Linked DNA regions of Mus musculus: region 2 is linked to region 1. Evidence: chromatin contacts called from public HiChIP or PLAC-seq data. All regions are on one chromosome and are shown on one strand. Each heading gives the region's core, a stretch centred on a gene start, on an enhancer-like site or on the middle of the called end of the contact. The rest is flanking DNA. Distances are from core to core; before and after follow the strand shown.

Region 1 (5,601 bases), core at 1,315-3,814:
CTCTGACCTTATGCCAATTTATTAGATTCTCGTGAGAAATCTGACTTAATACTTACTGGTGGATGAACCACGTATCAACACTGATGTTAGAAGTTACCCAGTAGGCTATATTGTACCAATTTAAGCTCTCTTATAGAATATAGATCTCTACCTGAAACACCTATCAGTCTATATGGCAGCTAGCACAGCTTGTCAAACAGGGAACAAACACAGAAACAAGACATGATTTGTTTGTTTATTTATTTGTGCAAATGGCTTTGGACATTTATGAGTTTGTTTTGACTTAAGATTGCCACCAAAATGGCCAGCACGTTAAGTAGTTTTTATACTTCTATTTCCCAGAGATAGGCCTGTCCCATAGGAGGATGACTCCACCAAAAGGGATTATATTGAAGCGAGAAGAGAAGAGAAGAGAAGAGAAGAGAAGAGAAGAGAAGAGAAGAGAAGAGAAGAGAAGAGAAGAGAAGAGAAGAGAAGAACTGCTACAGCAAACTATTTTGCTAAACAGGAGGCTTACCTAAAGCTATGTCTAAAACCAAGTATCTCTGGAAAGGATGACCTCTGGTAAGCGTCAAGAAGGCATTATAGAACATATGTTTAGCCTCTGCCTCTGAAGAGGGGGAATGGGGACTGTTTTTTTCCTAATCTCAGGTGCCCCCAAGAGAGTGGCATGGTAGTACCACATGATTTCAGACAGATGTTAGCTTCATTTCTCCTTGAAATACCTCACAGGTTCAGACAAATTCACTCCTATCTGTTGTGTGACACTATTCCTAGGAAACACGAACAAACGACTATACCTCCTACATAGCGAACCAGTAACAGACATTAGTGAGAACACCAAAGTTGGACTTGGGGAACCCATGAATTTCTTTGGGTGACCCACAGGCAGCTGCATTAGGGAAAGCGCACTCCAGCATGGGTACCAAGCCATGGAAGCTGGAGCCCTGAAGCTTTCTGCACAACTTGCAAGCCCCTCAAAAGGTTGGTGTCTTCTCCCCTTAGCAGTTAAGAACTACCCTTTGCAAGTAACAGGCAGCCACAATGCAGGCAAGTCCTATCATATGCCTTTAAAATTGCACTCTGCTATAATACTTCCTTCTCTGCGTACTTTCCAAAAAGTCATAATTCTTCCATCCTTAAAGTCACGTCTTTTTTTTTTTTTTTTTTTTTTGATGGAGGGTCACACACTGTAGTGGTGACCTTCCTGCCTTAGGCTCCTGTATCATCAGGTCTGATCCTTGACTCTACGGTTTTCAGGAATTCAAGAATGTCAGTCTACCAGGCCCCATAGCCTGAGTCACCGGAAAACTCCCAAGTCCCTGAAACCTTTCAAGGGAGACCCAAGATAGCTGAAAGCCATGCCTGGACGGGAATGGAGGCCTCACAACAGGGCTATGATACAGGTGCCATCCATCAACAACAATCCTCTGGCTTCAGGTAGTGTAAGCAGCCTTAAGTATGACCTAAACAGGGACTGCACGCTCCTAAAGCCACGAAAGTATAAGCATGACAAAGATGAGACAGACACTTAAAAGGACCTTAAGCTTTTTATTGGTGAAGCTGACCATTTTCAAGATATCTTCATTATGAAATATCAAAAATGTTTCTTCCCCAAACTGAAAACTGGCTATTATATTTAAGCTGTAGAATGCACCCTTACCTTTCTTAGCAACACTTATTTTTAACTTGCATTACTGTGTCATCTGACACAGGTATCCTAGTACAGAACAGAGATGGTAAAGTCATAGTGGCTAGAATGGTCTCAGGATGTGGGCTCCAAGTCTTTACTGCCTGACCCCATTCCTTGCAGTGCCACCAAACTGAGAGGTGTCCCTGTCAAAGTCTCCCATGCCTGAGCTTCAGCTGAGATGTCTCAATAGCCAGGTCTTGCAATTTAACGTCCCCGTAGCTGGAGAAACACTTTGTCACTTGTCACAACACACAATGCCATTGTCACAATAATAAACTTGTGATTTTTTTTAACGTTCAACATGTTTCTCAAGCACTGGGAGTGAACGAGGCCTATCTTCAAGAGGTTCATGGCTTTGCTACAGGGTATGGTAATGTGCCCAATTAACCACTCTCTATACACAAAATATGGTTTCTCATGAGCTTACCCAAGACGTTCCATCCTGTGAATCCCCAGTGAAGTGGGAAGCCATGGAGTTCAGCTAAGGTGCTGCAATTAAAGATCTTCTGTATTGGCTGGCAGTAGAGGCCAGGGTGGCCAATCTGCGCAGAATCCCTGCTCTTCCTGCCCAGCCCTCTACAGGCAGAGGAAGCTGACTGTGCTATTTGAACATGCTTAAAGGAGAGGGATGGCTGCCCTCCACTCTGCATGCCTAGGGAGAAATGGTTACTTTATACACTGGGAAGTATGCTTCTCCTTTATTTAGGAAGCATTTATCTAGGGTATGTTCTTGGATCTACTTAGTTCTCCACCCAAATAAACTGGCCACATGGCAGGACATGAGAGGAAGGAATCTTTCATAGGAGTTGGTATTTCTTTCTTAAGGGGGGAAGTAACAAGTAACAAGACACAGAGACACATGACCCTCTGGAGTTTATGCTGCTGAAACAGTATGTTTCCAGTATGCTTCTGTAAAAGCCTGCCCCGAGGTACCTCTGAAGCTTCAGCATGTATTTCCTTCCAGCTTTTGTGGTCCAGACTCAAGTAGTAGGAATCAAAGGTTGTCAGGATGGCCTAGTTTGGCTCCAGGGGCGAGGCAGTTGCTGGAAGTGACTCAGGCTCTTTGCACTCAACACACACTGTGGTCACAGACCGGACTGGTATTAAAAACTCACGTTTGTCACTGCCCTGGACGGAGGCTAGAATGAACTAAGTAGCTGGTATGTTACACTTTGTAAGTGGCTGACGACGGTTTCTCTCCACCTTCTGCGATGTTCACTCACAACTATGCACTTTTTAAGTTTTAGTAACTGAGAGATTACTGATGTTTCAGGAAATTAACAGCTAAGAGTTCCAGAGACCAGTGGATATCGACACTGGCCACTATTTGTTCTAAGGAAGGTCACCTGCAAGGGGGATGTCTCCAATTGCAGGGAGGAAATCCTAGAGTCACAGGGTTAGTTGACTTATCACTTGAATGTTGTTGTACAAGACACCCACCAGTGACACCACCAAGAGCCATTGCTCCCTCGTCATTATTGCTCTCCCACAATTACAACAGATTCGCTGTGACATTTTAGTTATGTGTAGAAACTTTGAAATGAGCAAGCTGAGGTTTTTTGCACCAGGAAGTTAAAACGAGAGAAAAAGTTGACACATTTTATGATTTATTTTATTTACACAACTGAAATTATTTCCTTAGTCACCTTGATTACAAAAACAAGTCAACACGGTATGGTTTAATGGCCTTTCTTAAATAGATCTTACAAATTTAGTGGCTGACAGATAGCTACTTAATACTCAGTAATATTTAATAAGGGGTAACTTCTGCATATATGTAGATGAAAAATCTGTCTGATAGTGCTAACAAGTATAGGTACTTTAACAAGTATGGGTGCTTTTATATCTCAGGAACAGACAGACAATGGTTATTAGTCAAGTGTTAATTCCTCACAAATGGGCCAGCTATTTAGACTTGGAGCTCAGCCCTTGAGAGCTAACTTGCCCTAGCAAGTCACACTTACCGTGTAGGCATGTTGAATAATTTGAATTCATCCGTATTTTTGCACTTAATAAAACTACCATTAAACACATCTGAAAAAACAAAATGGGTCCCATGACTAGAGATATTTATATAAAAAACCTTATCACAGTGTATCTGAAAAAAAAATGGCCCAAAACTAAAGCCATATTATATGTTAAAATAAGCATTTTTCATCTTCCTGTCTGTCTGGCTATGTGTGCACACAAATATCACACACACTCCATAAGGCTCTATCTGGTATACTTATCTGAGCATTCTCAGCCACATAAAATGTCACAATTTTACTGTGTTTGTGAAATGCCCATAAAGATATAGTATTTTATTATGACTATTTAAAGTCCTATCACAGTGCTTCAAGTCTGAAGACCAGGCAGTGTTTTGGTAATGTGACCTTTTCATGGGAAGTGACAGTCCACAGACAGCCAAAGAAACTTCCAAGAGCCACCCCTAAAGCCCTAGAGGAGTGCTGAGTGTCTGTGGCTACAACTGCCCATATAGAAAGACAAGAACCTTACACGTGAGTCGTGGTTAGAACAGAGACCAAAACACGTACCATAGCAGCATAAAGGACGGCCGGAAGAGCTGACCCATGTGCCTTTCACACAAGCTCTATAAGAGCCAAAACCTTGTTCTCTCACCTCAGTCAGTGTCAGGGAAACATCTAATGCAACTAGATGAACTGTCCTTCCCTTTGGGCATGAGCTGGCAAGCCAGGGATTAAAACAAGACAGACCCACCTGTCCCCAAGCAGAGGGTGGGCACACTCTTTGGTGGGTAGGGTGTACTGCAGACTGGCTTGCTGGGGGTGCAGAATTTGTGGCTCAAGGCCTCTGATGACAGCAATACTGGACCTGAAGGCAACTCTACTCCAAATGCCCCGCTTCTTCACCCTGTTCTGGTCAGTGAGTCGGAGTCACGCAGCGTGAATGTTGCCGAGGGCTCAACAGGGGGACTAGGTCATGTGGGGTCACTTCTTTCCAGTTGCCTTGTATATAGCAAAGGCAACACCAAATCTCTCCATTGTGCTAATTCTAAGAGCCATTTAACCATGACAGAAACAAAACATTTTCCTAAGAAAAGGCTACATGGCTAAAAAACCCAAAAATCTATATTCAGGATGTCATATATTGAGCCGAGGACAGCCCGGAGGCTCCCTTCTCCCCTCCAGCCCTAGTGGACCCGGGTGGATGCAACTACCCAGTCCTATGCTAGGCTTTCATTCTAGACAAGGACAGGTCGTTCTGGCCAGGTTTTTCAATCAATGTTGTTTGTATGTGTGCTTCATGTTAAAACATTTTTGGGGGGACGTGGTAGGTTTTTTATCAGCCAGGAAAATCAGACAGTTCAGGTACAATTTCTCATCCAAGTCATGAATGGCAGACCCCACACATGTGGACACAGAGCTCGTGGTGGCTAGTGATGAGCAGACCAACAGAGGTGCTACCCAATGCTAAAGGGAAAGGGGATCTAACCAGAGACTCAGAGCACCCACCCAATGGGGCAGGTGTGCTAGGAGGGCAGACCACCAGGAGGGAGGACCACCAGCTATTTGAAGTAAAACCATTTGGAAACCAGCTAAAACAAACTACAGAAAACAAGTCTGCCACCTAAGGCTGGTCTTGGCCAGTATGATGTGCACAAAGGGGCCGGTGGACTTGATGCTCTTGGCATGTTTCTTCCCCCTTGGGAGTCCATTACCGTTCACAAAGGAATGTTAGCTATCAAATGTGTCCATTAATTTTGCCGCTGAGGGTGAAACCATCCAGTTAGCATATACACTATCATTTGCATATCTTGGGAACCCAGTGCTAGTGCCATCGGCTCTCGTGAGTGGTACAGGACTCTCTCCAGGCCAGTTCGGGTCTGACATGCCTAAAAATGAAAACAGATAATTTGTTCTGCACTGAAGAACTCAAACTTCATG
Region 2 (5,447 bases), core at 2,425-4,924, 220 kb after region 1:
ATAAAATTGAAAGACTTTAAGGAGGACAAAACGCCTGAATGAAGTTAAAGAGGGTGAGGATACACTCCTGATGAAAGTAGAAGAACACACAGATGGCTGAATTAAACAGTGAAGACAACCAGGCTTTAAAATGTGAATTCAATAAAGAGAAACAGTGAAGAAAACTCAAGATGAAATGAAGCTCAATAATCCAATTATAAAAACTCAGAAAGTGGAAAACCTTCCAAGCAGAGTGGATCAAGTAGATGGCAGGATATCAGGACTTAAGGTCTGTTCAATAAAAATGTGAATTAAACAAATAGATGAAAGGAATATGTGGTCACCTTGGGACACCGGGAAAAGACAAATCTATGAATTTAAGTCACAGAAAAGGAAGACTCCCAAGTCAGTGGAATAGACCAGATCTCAATAGCATTGACGAAGAAAATCTCACTAAGAAATGATGCACCCATTCAGCCACAGAACACCAGAGAGAGGACCAGAAAAATTAATGCACATAAAGTAAAAAAATAAATTAATTAAACAATTAGTTTCCATATACCATGTCTCCCACATCCTCCCTATGGGACAACGTTCTCTGAGGACTTGAGCCATTTGCTTTAAGGTCCTAATACAGCTATCTCCTGTGGCATAGATGGCTCTCTCTGAGAATCTCCTGCCACAGGGCACTGGCTTATTTGGCACTGTGACCTCTGCTTCCTCCCTTGGGGACATCAGCCACTTTGGTTATGCAAGTCCCACTGCCGGTGTTATGGCTTGTGCTTCTTCTCCAAGAGAGATGGATGGGGAAACCTTCACACACCAGGTGGCTCCAACGCTCACCACCAGAAGCCCAGGCCAAAGCTGGCCCCAGGAAATCATGTCACTAAACTGACCTACCTCCAGGCCCCCACCTGTAGGCCACAGCACAGGCTGATGGCCAGACTGAAGGCAGCAGCTAGTAGGGATTCGTGTACGTGTGTTCTGACCGTATGTTGTGTCTGAGTTTCTTGCTACAAAGACATTCTGTGTCTGGTGAAGAACAGTCCCCTCTGTTCCCTGAGGCCAGAGTCCTTTGGGTGGGTTCAGCACTGGCAAGGTGGAGGACACCTGGGAAGCGCCTCTGAATCTTCCTTCCATGCCCTTCGTGGCCCTAGTAACCTAGGATCTTCTCGCCTTTCTCTGGAGTTATTCTTATGATCTTCCATTGTTTCTAGGCTTCCAGTATTTTGTGCGCTGGGTCAGGGGGAAGTTGCTAGCTGCCCTGCTAGTTCACTGTTGCCTCTAGCCCCAGAAGTTTCCAGCTATCCAGAATGGAACATACCCTCTCCCTGTAGCTTCCACCACGCCCTGTGCCTCTTCACACCTCTCACTAGTCTTCTGACCCCGACATGATCCCTAACCTCTGCTCAATATCCACTCTCTAGGGACATTCACTCTCTGGCACCTTGTTCTTGCCCTTTTCCCTGAAGCCTCACCCATTCATATACTCTCATGCATACATAATACATACATACATACACACACATATATACATTTATACACATAGCCATACTTAAATGCACACAAAGAGATATTCACATATATCCACACACATGAATTGGTACTCACACCCACAAACTCACATGCATTTGCACAGCTTACATGCATACACATGCTTACACATACAGTCTCTTACATCATGGGGAGGCAGTAAGCATCTGTTGGTCCACCACTCTCCCATGAGCTAAAAGACCCTCCCACCTGACCCCCTCACTTCTTTTTCCTCTCTACTCCCATCTCTGGCACATAATTGCTTAAATGTCTTCTTCCTGAAAACAATGAGGAGGAGGAGGAAGGTCAAGAGAAGTTTCTCTTAGTCCCAAGTTCCTCCCTGGTCTAGCCTCCTGTCCTTCTATTGCAGCAGCCAGCCTCTGCACAGAGCCTGAGATTGACACACACCTCCTATCCCTGCCCCTGGACAAGCCCTGCCCAGAGCTGACTCACTGACCAGAGCACTCTTTGGAGCTTGGTGTGTTCCATTTTTTTCAAATGGGGCTGTTTTTTTTTTCTTTTGGGTACATGTGTGAGCTGTGCTGTCTCACATATGTGTGTATGTCTGTTCATGAGTGTGGGTACATGTGTGTGTAGGATGCCTGGCATATGTGTGCATATGTAGCAGTCTAAGGTTGACATCTGGTGTTTTCCTCAGTTGCCCTCCATTTTATTTACTAAGGCATGGTTCCTAGCAGAATGCAGAGTGCATTGATTCTAGCTGGTCTAGCTAGCCTGGTTGCTCTGGAATCATCTATTTCTGCCTCTTGAGTGCTTAGATTACAGGCTGCTGCCACCCTCAGTCCCCACAGTGGCTGTGTTCCCCCTGCTCCAATTCCCCAGGGAGCCTCTGGTTCTCCTGTCAACCCCTCTCTGTAGCAGCCGTGGCCCTTCTTGCCCTAAGTACTCCCAGCTGACTCATAACATTTGCTGACCAACTCGCTGGCACATATTGATCCTGTGTCTGCAAGCCTGGGGCTTGTGTATTTCAATCTTATCCAGATGCAGTCCCCTTCGTTCATCAAAATCTCAGACATAGCTAGTCAGCTCCCTGGAATACAGGGGCTCCCCCTACCAGTTCCCTAAAACCTACTTGCCTCCAGATCCAACTTGCATAGCACAGATGTTCTTGGATGGACTCAATGTCCCTCAGCCTCCAGGGATCTTCCTCCCTTTCCCCTGCTTTCAAGAAGATATACATACATACATACATACATACATACATACATACATACACACACACACACACACACACACACACACATACATACATACATATATATATATATTTGTTTTTTTCGAGACAGGGTTTCTCTGTGTAGCCCTGGCTGTCCTGGAACTCACTCTGTAGACCAGGCTGGCCTCGAACTCAGAAATCCACCTGCCTCTGCTCCCGAGTGCTGGGATTAAAGGCGTGCACCACCATTGCCTGGCTCAGAAGCTTCTTGAAGCATGATCTTGCCCAAAGCACTCAAATTTTTCCATGTTGGTCCACACCATCAGGTATGGACATGCGTGTCACCATCTGAGCACCGCCTGTACCATGGCTTCTCTTCTTATGTTAGATCCCATTGTCCACACAGGGAACCAACCACCCATGAAGTCCAGGGTTCATCATGGAACTTTCAATACTGAAACGAGAGTAGTCCCAATAGAGGGGCAAGTTAGTATACATTGTTGTCTTCCCAGCATGAGTAGCCCAATTTGCCCTCACAGATGACCCACCCATTCCAAGTCTCACTTAGAGAGCCTGTTTAGCCTTCCCAAAATGTTCTCTGTACTTTCTATGTCACCACTGCAGTAAGCTTGTCTCCTACTGTCGGAGGGACTGTGGGGTTGATGGTTGTGTTTCCTGATCAGCTGATAGCGATATCTCTTGCCCAGTTGGTTCTCATATTCGAGAAAGATCTGCACTCGGATTTCTAGGAAGCATGAGGGGTGGACTTGCTGTGTTTCCAACCATAAACTGTTCCTTTCTTGATCCAGGGGGACCATGAAAAGAATCTTAGAGAGATACCAATGTCAACCGACCCACAGACCCAAGGGAGAAGTAAGGACAGGAGAAAAGCTGGGAAGAGCCGAGTCCCTGAGTATGATGGGTGTCTGACTCAGAGGCGTCCAGACAGCCTGTATGAATCATATATGATGCACACACCAAGGACAACAGGCCGCCTGCCTCTCTAGGGAACACACAGCACTTGGTGACTCGCTCCAGGAGGTGAGCTAAGGCCACCGTAGGTGTGAGGGAGAACTCTCATCTCTGTACACGGTCAGACCAAGGTGTCCATCCAAGGGAACTTGTCCTCTGCCCTTCCCTTAGCCATGCTGATGACAAGTTACATTCAGAACAAGAGCCTGTCACTTATGCAGGACGTAAGCGCATACCCTAACTGTAGACCCAGCAGCCAGCCTTTCAGCCACCAGCTATCAACTTAGCCCACATAAGAGCTCCACGGAAGGGGCTGCCTTCCACAGCCAAACTGTAGGTGTCAGTTTGGAGAATAAAGGAAGGCTTGCTCAGTCAGTGAGCCTCATGGGAACTCAGAGATGACCATGAGTTCTTTGGGCAAGAAGCCACACAGTGCCACCCAGGTGACAGTAGGGCACAGTCAGACTCACTGGCTGAGGCCAAGATCGCCTCACCAAGACATGCCAGCCAGTCCACAAAGATGTTACACATACAGGAAGTAAAAAGAGAAGGCAGACCCATCAGAGAGAAGCTGGTGTTCTCATGTGGAGAGGAGGAGAGGCACTCAAGTAAAGCAGCCAGGAGCAGGTTACACTGTGGACCTTAGAGTCCCTGGGCAAGAGCCCAGACGCTGCAATGAGCAGGGGCTGCAATCCTGGCTTCCATAGCCTCATAAAAGATAAAAACAAACCCGAGATGCAGTGTCTGTCCAGCAGAGCTAGCCACCCTGTCTGCAGGGGCCTTCCGGCAAGGATGGCTACCTCTGTAGACCTCTTTTGTTCTGTGGACTTGCTGAGCCAAGGGAAGCAAGGTTGGTGGAGTCAATATGGCCAGGGTCTTGCCCAGGCAACCCAGGTAATAGGTGGCCATCCTCAGCCCCCAAGCCATAGTCCTGTTAACCTCTATGTTCTCATCTGCCTGCTACCACTACCTGCCTCTCCCAAGAGCATGCACCCAGGAAGGCCAACATGGGCTAGCCTGCACTAAACCTGGTGGTCAGCATTTGTGGGACAAACAAAGAGGAGGGATGAGTGCACCCACAGATTTCTTACTCTGGTCCAAAGACATCAAGGCCTTCTTCTGTTTTGCTTTCTCCTGGGCTGAACAGTGTTTCTCAGATGTGCTAGTCAGAGTTCCCCAGAGGAACAGAGCCAATAGGAGATGTGGGCAGGCATTAAAATTTGTATTATGGGAATTTCTCATGTGGTGGTAGAGGCAGAAAAGACCCACAGCTGATAGTCTGCAAGCTGTAGATCTATGACAGCAGGGAATGCGGGTTCAGCTGACGTTTTACATCTCAGTCTCTGGGCAGAAGAGCCCTGCTGGGGTCCAAATAGGCAGGATGGGAGAGAATTCCCTTTCCTCTGCCCTTCTTTTCTAGGGAGGTCCCAAACAGATTGTGGGAACCTTGCTGGAAGTCCTCACAGACACGTTCAGAATGCTGGTGAACCCAAGTACCACTCTGTCTAGTACCAATGGCGCAGTCAGTCACCTTGTTATTACACTTCAGGCTTGGTATCACCTGCATTGACCACATTAATTGCTGAGATGGGACACCTCCATATTTGCTCCATTAAGGACCAAGAGGACTTTACCCTTGGACCTAGCCACCAGGCCCAGCACCACGAATTCCTGGCTCACAGAGCCCTGAGTGGACAGGCAGAGGAAGATAGGATTCATAACTATCAAGAGAGGAAAAGTTTTGGAAAGATCAGGAATTCAAGGCCCATACCTAAACATAATAAAA

The links. HiChIP or PLAC-seq counts read pairs in DNA pulled down with a chosen protein or histone mark.
Region 2: a contact with region 1 is called in a FOXA1 HiChIP or PLAC-seq map of pancreatic cancer cells. The contact joins two enhancer-like sites. A contact is called at or near these places in 2 of 39 promoter capture datasets (the HPC-7 cell line and pre-B cells), 3 of 484 Hi-C or Micro-C datasets (the 3T3-L1 cell line and liver), 2 of 115 datasets of contacts at active chromatin or transcription factors (embryonic basal ganglia and pancreatic cancer cells) and 3 of 9 other capture datasets (adipose tissue, embryonic stem cells and liver).

What each region holds. Positions count from the first base shown.
Region 1 is chr6:118,148,462-118,154,062 of GRCm38.p6, forward strand. Ret (ret proto-oncogene) reads right to left here. Exons shown (of 19, transcript NM_001080780.1): 19 at 3,287-5,601. Among named protein-coding and RNA genes, the nearest start is that of Csgalnact2, 12 kb to the left of the region's middle. Within about 2 kb of position 2,565, at least 22 of the 459 cell types and tissues checked have an H3K27ac peak or open chromatin away from gene starts, as enhancers often do. A contact at or near this core is called in pancreatic cancer cells, where this site is marked.
Region 2 is chr6:118,364,032-118,369,478 of GRCm38.p6, forward strand. No RefSeq gene overlaps it. Among named protein-coding and RNA genes, the nearest start is that of Bms1, 53 kb to the right of the region's middle. Within about 2 kb of position 3,675, at least 32 of the 459 cell types and tissues checked have an H3K27ac peak or open chromatin away from gene starts, as enhancers often do. A contact at or near this core is called in pancreatic cancer cells, where this site is marked.